Linked DNA regions of Mus musculus: all the other regions are linked to region 2. The links are chromatin contacts, called in public Hi-C and promoter capture Hi-C maps. All regions are on one chromosome and are shown on one strand. Each heading gives the region's core, a stretch centred on a gene start, on an enhancer-like site or on the middle of the called end of the contact. The rest is flanking DNA. Distances are from core to core; before and after follow the strand shown. Region 1 holds the start of Trim62 (tripartite motif-containing 62). Region 2 holds the start of Ago4 (argonaute RISC catalytic subunit 4). Region 3 holds the start of Zfp362 (zinc finger protein 362).

What was found. Promoter capture Hi-C pulls out the DNA fragments that hold promoters and counts their contacts. Hi-C and Micro-C count contacts between places; a contact is called where the count stands out from the background.
Region 1: a promoter capture Hi-C map of pre-B cells shows a contact between it and region 2, with 2.6 times the contacts expected there. The contact joins the promoter of Trim62 here to the promoter of Ago4 in region 2. A contact is called at or near these places in 3 of 39 promoter capture datasets (hippocampal neurons, liver and pre-B cells).
Region 3: a contact with region 2 is called in a Hi-C map of B cells, with 5 read pairs. The contact joins the promoter of Zfp362 here to the promoter of Ago4 in region 2. A contact is called at or near these places in 1 of 484 Hi-C or Micro-C datasets (B cells) and 1 of 115 datasets of contacts at active chromatin or transcription factors (large pre-B cells).

The regions. Positions count from the first base shown.
Region 1 is chr4:128,881,915-128,885,303 of GRCm38.p6, reverse strand. Trim62 (tripartite motif-containing 62) reads right to left here and starts at 1,260. Exons shown (of 5, transcript NM_178110.3): 1 at 727-1,260. The coding sequence starts at 1,134. Gm33760 (a long non-coding RNA gene) reads right to left here. Exons shown (of 3, transcript XR_003955115.1): 3 at 2,972-3,304.
Region 2 is chr4:126,531,709-126,534,999 of GRCm38.p6, reverse strand. It overlaps Ago4 (argonaute RISC catalytic subunit 4), which reads left to right and starts at 1,542. Exons shown (of 18, transcript NM_153177.3): 1 at 1,542-1,815. The coding sequence starts at 1,797.
Region 3 is chr4:128,804,458-128,807,877 of GRCm38.p6, reverse strand. It overlaps Zfp362 (zinc finger protein 362), which reads left to right and starts at 1,766. Exons shown (of 9, transcript NM_001081098.1): 1 at 1,766-1,866.

The DNA.
Region 1 (3,389 bases), core at 11-2,510, 2.4 Mb before region 2:
AGACAAGAGGGGTCATCACCAGGCCTTGGGAATTCCTAGAAGCTTGTCTTCCCCTCCTCCAAATCTTGTCTAATTCTCCAAATCTTGAATCTTTAATTCCTGGTTCCACTCTCAATTGGCCCCTACTCTGGTTTAAATTTTAAAAAAAAGGTTCTTGTCATATCTGAACTTGAGGCCGACCTTAGACTCTCACCTCACATACCTTGATCTAATCTTGGCACCCAAACCTGCCCTCTGAACAATTTGCACGTCTTAAGCTTAACTCTCACTTTCATCATCCAACCGAGGCCCAGGCCTCACTCTAGATCTCAATGAACACCTGGAGCAGCAAGCCGCATCCCACAATGCCCCAAACATTCCAGAATTCTGTAGCTGCATTTAGAGTAGCTCACCCCTCCCACACACCCCACTTCGACTCCCAGGTTAGCTTTGATAGTGGTCCTTCCTTTGCCCAAAAGTCCAGAAGGAGCTGCTGTCTCCCATTCTGTCTCAGCCTCAGCCAGCATCTGGTCCAGCTGTAGCTTCCTCTCTCCATCATCCTATCCCACCTCGACCTGTCTCCCATCCAGATCTCTCTCAAGCCCATTTGACACAGTGATGCTCAAGGGACCCGCCCCTGCCCCGCCCCTCACAGGAGCCACGCCCCTTTGGCATTAAGCCGGCCTGTGGCCCTTGCCCCTATTGGAACCCTGACCCCACCTACAGCCCCGCCTGTCCGCCTCGCACCTGCAACTCCTCGAAGGCATCGTCGATGCCAGTGACCTGGTGTTGCTCGTGCAGCGCGGGCTCATCACAGAAGAAGCAGAGCAGTGCGCGGTCCGTGAGGCAGAAGAGCTTGACCTTGTCGTGAGCCTGGCAGGGTCGCGCGGCTCGGCGCGCGTTGAGGATGGCGTCCAGCGGGAAGGCGCTGTAGCGCTCCACGATGTTGGCCAGCTTGAGGCTGGGCGCGAGCGCGGGCTCGGCGAACGTGCGCCGGCACTCCGGGCAGTCGCGGGCGCCCTGAGCCTCCTGCCGCACCCAGTGCTCGGTGATGCAGCGGCGGCAGAAGTAGTGCTCGCAGCCCAGGCTCACCGGGTCCTGGTAGATGCTCAGGCAGATGGAGCACAGCAGCTCGTCCTTGAGGCTGCACGCCATGGCGCCAGGGGCGGCGCGAAGCGGAGCCCGGGAGGCCGGCGGCCGGCGCGGCGCGATTGGGGGCGGTACCCGGGGGCCAGGCCCACGGGGGCACGGGCGACAGGCGCCGGGGAGCGCGGGGGGAGCTGTCTGCGACGCCGGAGGCGCGAGGGCTCGGTGCCGAGTGGGTGCCACCCGGGATGCGAGCACCGGAGCTCGGTTTCGAGGTCCTAGGTGGCCACCAGCGATGGGCGCTGGAGGAGAGAGGCCGAGGGCGTCCCAAGGAAGGGGCTCCAGGCGAGGAGGATCTAGAGGACCAGACACTCCCAAGGGATAGATGCTGCGAGGAGGAGATCCCGAAGAGGGGCGGAATCCCGGGACCCGAAAAGCTTTGAGAGGGGGTCGAGCTGGGGATGGGGAATTCTGCGGGACAGAGCAGCCAGACCCAGCCGCACCGCGGCTTTGCCCGGCAGAGCAGAGGAGGGGTGCCGGCCCACTCAGCTGCCCGACCCTGGCCGCAGATCCCGGCCCCGCGCGGCCCCTTACCCGCACCAGCTCAGCGGCCACCGCTTCGGTCCAGCGCAGCCTCTCAACCCGGAACCAGCCGAGCCGAACTGCCCGGCGCCCAGGCTCCCTCTCCGCCCCCGCGGGCGGGACCCGAGCCGCTCCGCCCCCGCGGCGGGCGGGGGGAGGGGAGGGGCCTCCAGACCCCGCCTCGCTGCCACTGTGCTCCTGACCCCCAGGGACGGGAAAAACAGCTGTTTCTTCTGGGTCTGCACAGCTGTCAGGTTTGTTTAGGGTCCTGGCGGCAGGGGGCGAGAGGACAGCTAATGAAGAAAAAGTGAGAAGATAGCACCTAAGGAACATCTCTCCGGATGATCAATTTGAAGAACTAAGGGCAATAATAACTGAGTATTAAGACAAGACGGTGCTCTGTAGTCTGCATAGAATATATAATGTTTGCATAGATTGTAGTGATAAAATTAGAGACTTGCCCTGTTGGCATGGGCTAAGTTCAAAGTCGCCATTCTCCTAAACCTTTAGGTTCTATTTCCTCTTCCCTTTCTAAGGAGGGCTCTTAGTAGAAGATTGTGGAGAGAACCCTGCCTAACGTCTAGCTCAAAGGTTCTTTCCATTCATCGGATGTTTCTGCATTGCTGTGTGAGCATGTGTGTGAGTGTGTGTGTGTGTGTGTGTGTGTGTGTGTATAAGAAGTTGGAGTAAGAAAAAAAGTATAATGGGAGACCTTGTCATCTCTGCCAGATGGAGGGGAGGAAAGGGATTTCTAAGAAGGTGAAAGAGAGAGACAGACAGACAGAGAGACAGACAGAGACAGGGAGAACAGAAGCATGAGTGGGGGGGGGCACATGGAGACCTGCATGCTGTTCTGTTCTGTTCTGTTCTGTTGAGAGTGGGATAAGGAAGAAGTTTGGGGAAGGTGAAAGGCATGGGCATCTTAGAGAAGAATTTCTTGAAGGTGTTGGGCTTTCGAGCAGAAAAATGGCCTGCCTTGGTTTGGGTTTCTTGGTGTGCAAGATACACACTACATCATCAGTACAGTGAAGGAGGGGGACCCTTTGCATGCATGCAGTGCTAGGCACGGGTGAGCAACTGTGGCAAAGCCGAGGCCTGCAGGAGGAAGGAAAGGCTGGCCCCAGGGAGGTGGTTGCTGTCTCAGGACCTGCAAGAGGTCAGTTTGCACCGTGATTGTCTGTCAGGATAAGACCATCAGGAAAAAAAAAAAGCACCATGACAATTAGTGGTGGATAAAGGGGGTGATGGGGAGGAGGTATTGAGAGTGTGTTGCATAACTTTTCCTGTGGTGACATGAACAAAGGTATATTCATTCCAGACAGGGCATAGTGAACCAGTCGGTTTATTGGGGTTAGTTAAAGGAACATGGGTGACTCAAAGGATCCCACCCCAGCATGGGTGACAAGTCATGAAAGTCACATCCGTAGGATTCCCTGCTCTGCTTGCAGGCAGCTCTGCAGGCCTGACGGTCCCTTCTCCTTAGGGGAGGGGCTCCGTGCATCCTGTAACTGCCTAAGGTTCTTGAGCCTTTGTGATGCCTCCTAGAGTCTTAGGCGCTTTCCTTCTGGAACACTTGTTTCATCCAGAGGACATAACTCTGCATCAGGGTGGCTCCCCAGCACCGGCCTCTTCCACCAGTGTCTTCACCGGGGTTAAACTTCATTGAAGTAGAATTTAAGAAAGAAATGCTTCATTCTGTGAACACGCCCTCCATCACCCTCACCCGGCTCCTGTTTCACAAG
Region 2 (3,291 bases), core at 293-2,792:
ATGTGATGTGTGTGTGGTGTATGCATGTGCATGTGTAAGTGTGTGGTGTGTATTTATGTGTGTATGTGGTATGTATATATCTGTGTGTGTATCTGTGTGTGTATGTATGTGTATGTACTGTATGTGTGTGTATGTACAGTGAGCTCCAGTGATCTGCCTGTCTTTGTCTCCTCTGTCTCACTCTGCAGTCCTGGCTGTCCTAGAAGTCACTACATAAGTAAACCGAATTGGCTCTGAACTGCCTCAGTCTCCCTAGTGCTGAGATTAAAGGCTACACTGGGCTGGAGTCTCTTAAAACATGGATTGCCTTAAATTCTTTGGTAGCAAAGGCTGGCCTTGAACTCTCCAACTTCCTACTCAGGCTGTCAATGTTATAAAGTACCTTTACCCACTGAGCCATCTTCCTTATAAGAAAAAGAAGTTGGGGGCTGTAGAGATGGCTTTAGTGGTTAAGGGTACCTCATACTCTTGCAGAGGCCCCAGGTTTGATTCTCAGCCCCTACACAGCTTACATTATCTGTAATCCTGTTTCGAGGGGATTCGATTTGGTCTTCTGGTCTCCGGAGGCACCAGGCACAAACACATGCATGCAGGCAAAAAATACTCATACACATAAATTAATTAAAACCAACCAAACAAAAAGGAGCGGTTTGAATAGAAGTTACCATGGGAAGACCGTGTGATAGCACAAGAAGATAGATTTCTACAACCGAAGGAGAAAAATCACACCCCCTGCCCCAACTCGCCTTGATTTTATTAGACTGTCGGTGTGCAAAACTGAGAGAAAACGCATTTCTATTGCACTAAGCTGAGGTACCCAATGGTGGGCCCCAGCAAACTAGAATGAGAGTGTTGTGCCTTTTTAACTAATAGACTGCCGTTGCCCGTTTAGTTGACCAGACAGCCTATGGTCCTGTCTTAACTGGAAGTCCTGAATGGAAACTTTAAGGACACTTGACTCGCTGAGCTACCTGCTGCCTTGGTGACATGTTGACCAGTCTTGGGACCCAGAACAGAACCTGCTTTCCCTGCACAGGGAAGGAAGGTGACTGGATATGTGGTGTCCGGGGTGAGGGTGGGGGTGGAGTAGGAGGAATGACTGAAGGTGACTGAAGGACCGATTGTGCCTGAAGTGTCCAGGGGTCATCTCTGGTGGTGGTGGAGCGATGGAGGACAGGTTCCTAAGGTGAGTCTCAGGACGAAGTGGAGGGCTGCTGCCTGTGGGTCATCAAGGACTGGAATCCAGCTCTTTCGATGGCGACTTGGAGGAAGGTTGCCAGAATGGGGACCGGCGGAGCGGCGTGCGGGACCGCAGGCGAGCGGGCCCGCTGGTGGAAGGGCGGGCGGGCGCGCGCCTGACGCGTCCTCTGGGCTCGGCCCCCCGGGCGCGCGCCCGTCCCTGCCGCACCCCGCCCCCTGCCTCGGTCAGGCTCGCTGGACCCCGCGCGTGCGGGGCCGCGCACGCCCCCTTCGCTAGCCGGGACCCGGGACCGCAGGCGCCTGGCGCCCCCGCCCCGCCCGGCGGGCGCGCGCCGCCTCCCGCTCCCGTTCCAGCTGGCGGCGGCGGCGGCAGCGGCCGGGATTGTTTTTGTTGTCGCTGAGGCCGGAAGAGCCGTGACAGAGTCGGGTCCCTGTCCCCGGACTGGGCGCCGCCGCCGCCCCCTGCCCGCCCCCGGCCCGCGTCTTCGCGGCGCCGCTTCAGCGCCAATATTCCAGAGAGCAAGCGTTACGCGGCTCCGGCGGGGCCCGGAGCGGGAGGCGCTGGGGACCGGAGCGAGGCGGCCCCCGTCGCCGCCATGGAGGCGCTGGGACCCGGTGAGGAGCGCGCTCGGACCAGGGTCAGACCTGGGGCTCGGGAGGGCAGACAGACCGGCGGAAGGGACTGTCGCTGCCCGACCGCCGCTCGCGGACCCGGCTGCCGGCTGCCAGGCCCCGGGAAGGAAGGGGTCCCATGCCCTCGTCCCTGGGGGGCGGGGACCACGCCCCAGCTGAAGACTCTAGGTCTATTCGGGACCCGTCTAAGGGAGGGAGGCTCAAGAGGTGACCCGAGTTCCCCGGGGTAGGGCAGACCTGTTCGGACCTTAGATCTCTGTCCACGGTCGCCGCGAGGCTAGTTGGGGCCTCAAATGGGACCGTGTGTCTGGGGCACGCCGAGGCCCGGCCCAAACCTGGAAGGCCTTCTACCTTCTGTCAAGGGTTTTCTTGGTGTGGGGCAGAATCCCTGTTTTCTTTTGCACTGGCATCTGGTTCCTCAGATGAGGAGGAGAGACCCACTCACTCATGTCCCTGAAAGCCAAAGGGAGAAATGTCCGTTCTTTTTCCAAAACTCTGAAGTTTGGTATCTGTCAGTTTGTCAGTCCCAGAGTGCTCTGGAATGACAATCCAATACTCTCCAGCAAGGGCATCAATGCCCTGCCTTCCCTTTTAATTGGGTTATCAGAGGCTGTTAAAATCAAACGAAAAAGTGTTTTTGAAACTGTGATTCTTTGCTGGTTATGGGTGGCCCCTGGTTCTCTCGCTCTCTGCTCCAACCCAAGGAAGCTTTCCAAACTCTCACGAATACTCTTCGTTTGGAGCCTTGTGCTCCTGTCTCAAGCCCTACAACAGGTTGCTAATGGCTTGGCTAAGTAGGGCAAGGTTTAGGGGCAGTGATGGAATTAGTTTTCATATTCAAACCTTGTCTACATAGTAGACTTAGTTGTATGTTTTTAAAATTCATAGAAAATTAGGTTTATTGTTTGCATTTGGAAATTTTGCAGGTTTGTTAACTTGGAACATATTTACATAACTGAGCGATTAAATCCTATCTTTATTTGCTGCTTAAGGTTTTCTTAAAAAGCCCACATAGTCAAATGTCATAAGCCTTCAAAAAATAAATCGGCTTAGCTGGGCATGGTGGCATATGCTCATAATGCAAACAGTTCTGGGGTGGAGGCAGGGAGCTCCAGAGTTCAAGGCCAGTCTCAGTTACAAAGTGAGTTTGAGGTAGGCCTGGGCTACTTGAGACCCTGATTATAAAATAAACAAACAGGTTTGAGCCTGCTGTAGTGGTGCATACTTATAATCTCAGCATTTGGAAGGCTGAGGAGGAGTAAGAGTTTGAAGATAGTTTGGACTACATAGACTGTTTCTAAAGGGAAAAAACCACATTGGTTTGTTACAGATTGTCAAATATATTGTTATATATATTTGATAAACCTCAGCATATTATGCTGTTATTTCAGACATGTTCCTATAGATAAAGGGATGCTTATGGCTTTGGGACTGTACCAAACTTCTATTCAAAACTAA
Region 3 (3,420 bases), core at 517-3,016, 2.3 Mb before region 2:
TAACTGCAGAGTCATGCCTCCAGCCCCGGAAGGTTTGCTTTTCATCTCGTCAAATGTGCACACCGTCAGCATGATTCATGGCTGCTGATGTGCCCTTCATTTGTTTTCTTCTTCCTTTTCTGACTGTGCATTTGGAAGGAAGTCACTCTAAAACCCATGCCCCACATCCCACACCTCGATTCTTGATTCTTCTACACGGGTGATTTCTCGCTTCATTCCCATTGCTGGCCAGTGTTTTTCCTCACAGAACCTTCTCAACTCTGGGCTAGTCTTTTTGTTTTCAGAACAAAGGTGTTCCTCTCTTCTCCAGGCTCATCCCAGAGCCATGTTCTGAAAACAGCCCCTATCTCTCTAGGAGAGTAGCCTTCTCTGTGTTGTCAATACCATATCATTCCAGTTAATTTTTGCCGCTTGCTTATTGTGCCTCTGCCCTATGCCCGGAATTGTGTGCTTGATGCTTTGAGAAGGAACCAACGACCTCCGTGGGTCCCACCCTCCAGCTTCCCCAATGTGTGACATCCTGTGCTAAACTGGAATCCTCACGAGGACAGCGACTTTGTCCACACTTTTTAGAACTGTGTTCCCAGCCAACTAGCGCACGTGCCTATGAACTTATACTTCCCAGAAAGCAGGATGGTTTTTTGTGTCCTTCCTTCTCTGGGATGCTTAGGACGGCAGAGGCAGCCCTGATCCTCTAGGCCTGCAGGTGGACAGCAGAGTGTGCCACAGAAATCTAAGCGGGTTCGGAATCGGGAATGCCTGCCTCCTCAGGTAGAAGTGAAGTTTAGAAGTTGACACAGCCCGCGAGGCCGAATCAAGAGGACTTGGTGACTGATTGGCTGGGGAGGGTGAGGCGGGAGGAGGAGTCGCGCAGATGGCTCTGAGGTCTGGAGCTGGGGGGACAGGCGGTGCCACCTCTGATAGACTTTCTAGAAGTGCTGTCAGCTCCTGGTCGCCCCACCGCTGAGACTCAGGCCTAGGGTTGGGAAGCGGTGTCCTGGCTTGTGCAAACTTCTGCACCCCACCCCGCCCCCACGTCCTTTCTTCAGAAATAAATAACCAAAATCTTAGCAGGGATCTTGAGCCTGGCCGTTTGTCACCGGGTGTGTGTGTGGGGGGGGGGGGGAGCACCGTGGGGGTCTGCACCAGCTTGCGATTTCCCAAGGAGGGACACCCCCACCCCTCCCGAGAGCAGCGTGACCAGCCAGTCCCGGGTCCCCAGGCCACCGCCACCCGGGAGCGGAGTCTGGGCGGGACAATGGCCGCGGCCGCCCGGGCCCCGGGAGCCCCCGTGCTGGGGAAGGGGCTGTCCTAGGGCCGGGCGCCGGTGCCCTCCCCGCGCGGCTCGGGCGGGCGGAGGGGGGCGCGGAGTTCCTTTGTGGCTCAGCCTCCGGCGCGGCGCGGCGCGGGCAGGGGGCGCCGCGCAACTTTCCTTGGCGGCGGCGGCGGCGAGCGCGAGACGAGGCCCCGGGGCCGAGCGGGGGCCCCCAGCGCGCGGCCCGTCCCCGCCCCGCCGGCCCCCTCCCCTCGCCGTCGCCAGCGCCGGGCGCTGCCCACTCGCCGGAGCCCCGGGGCCGGGCGGGCTGCGCAGCCGAGAGGCGGGGGGCCGGACGCGGCTCGCTCGCGGGGCCCAGCGCGCCGGGGCCGCGCGGCTGCACAGCCGGCCTCCGCCGCCGCGGCGCCTGCAGAACCCAGAAGTGAACAGCAGGCGACCCGGAAGGTTTGCGCGCCGCTCCGCACCGAGCCCCAGCCGCGCGCCGCCGCCACCGCCGCCACCGCCGAAGCCGGGAGCCCCCAGCCCGGCCCTACTCGGGCCGCCGGGCTCGGGGCTGCGGCCGCGTCCCGGAGCGCCGCCAGCACTGCCAGGTCCGTGCGGGCCCGGGGCGCGCGGGGGAGCGGGCCCGCCCGCGGGAAAGTTGCGCCGAGTTGCGGGGCGGGGGCCGGGCGGGCGCGAGCGCTGTCAGCGCGGGGCGGCCGCGCTGCGTGGGCCCGGGGGTCGCCGGTGCCTCGGGCCGGGCCCCGGGGCGGCCGTGGCTGCGGCGGCTGCGCGCGCGGGGTAGGCAGCGTCTCCCGCGGCGTGTCTGGGGTTCGTCTCCGAGTGTGTGCGTGTGTGTTTTCCTAAGCCGGGCTATTCAAACCTGCTGCAATTCTCCGGTAAACAATGATTCATGGGGCTTAATGCAAATAAACGGATTGCAAACGGCGCGGTTCGCGCACTTTGCAGCCGGCCCGGTGGAGCGGCCAGTGCCGGATTTCTCCGTTTTTTTGCAGATCTGCAGAATATGGCGTCCCTGTCCTGTTTTAAAAATAAGCCAGGCTGCCATTTTTGTTTTTCTTTTGTCTGAAGATTTTAATAAAACTGTCTGAGAATGTGGGAGAGGCGGCTGGAAGCAGAGGGGGCACCCGAAGGGTTGGCTTTTTTCCTTTTCTTTGGAGAGAGCCGGGAGCCTTTCGGGGAGGTGAGACACAATACAATTACACTTTAAAGGAAAAAATAAGGGGGAGAGAAGCTGCCGGGTGATTTGGGGGGAGGGGGCTGGGAATTTAAAGTTAACTCTGAAAGTTTTCTTTTCTTTCTTGCTTTTTTTTTTTTTTAAGATTTTTTTTTTCTTCCCCTGAGGGCCCTGAGATGCCGCGAAAGGATATGGGGGCCCATTTCTCTGTTTCTTCCCACCTAGCTAGTCGCCTTTGCAGGGTTTTTGGGAAAAGTTAACTGCCGGTTTCCCCAGAACTGCGTGGGTGGGGATGTCGTGTGTGTGTGTGTGTGTGTGTGTGTGTGTGTGTGTGTGTGTGTAGGGCTGAGGTGAGAGGTTTTGGGAGGAGTCGTTTGGACGAGGCTCTGTATCAAAGTGGTATTGTAAGGAACTATATTGTAGCCCCAGATTTGGGGGAGTTGGCTGGCTCTAGGGGCATAAAGTGGGCCCAGGGTTTGGAGCTAAGATCCCTGTCATGAGGACATGACCCTTCTTGCCACCCTGTCCTCCAGCAGTGTGGATCCTTTAGGAGCTGTGTGTGTGTTGGAGATGGAGGGAGGCTTGCCCCTTCATGGGTGGCCAGAGCCCCCTTGGTGGACAGGAAGTTTTGGTAGCCCCCTCTTGGGGCAAGTCTGGTTGATTGCAGTGGAAGAACCCCCTTCAGGTATGGGTGGTCTTCTTAGCCTCCAGAGATGGCCTCTGTTGATGAATGTCCTTAGTGGTGGGTTTTTAGCTGGGTACAGGCCTGCAGCTCCTGTGGGTCCCGATATACATAGGAGTAGCTGACTGCCTGGCCCTTGTGTTCTGGGCCTGTCCTCTGCTTGTGTTAACTCCTTTCTGCCACCCGGCCTGCCACTTTGAAGTCTCCTGATTGGACATCAGTTGAGTTTCTGAAGTGGCTGACTGGACTGGCTGGTGACTGTACAGGCAGCAGAGTGGTATGAGG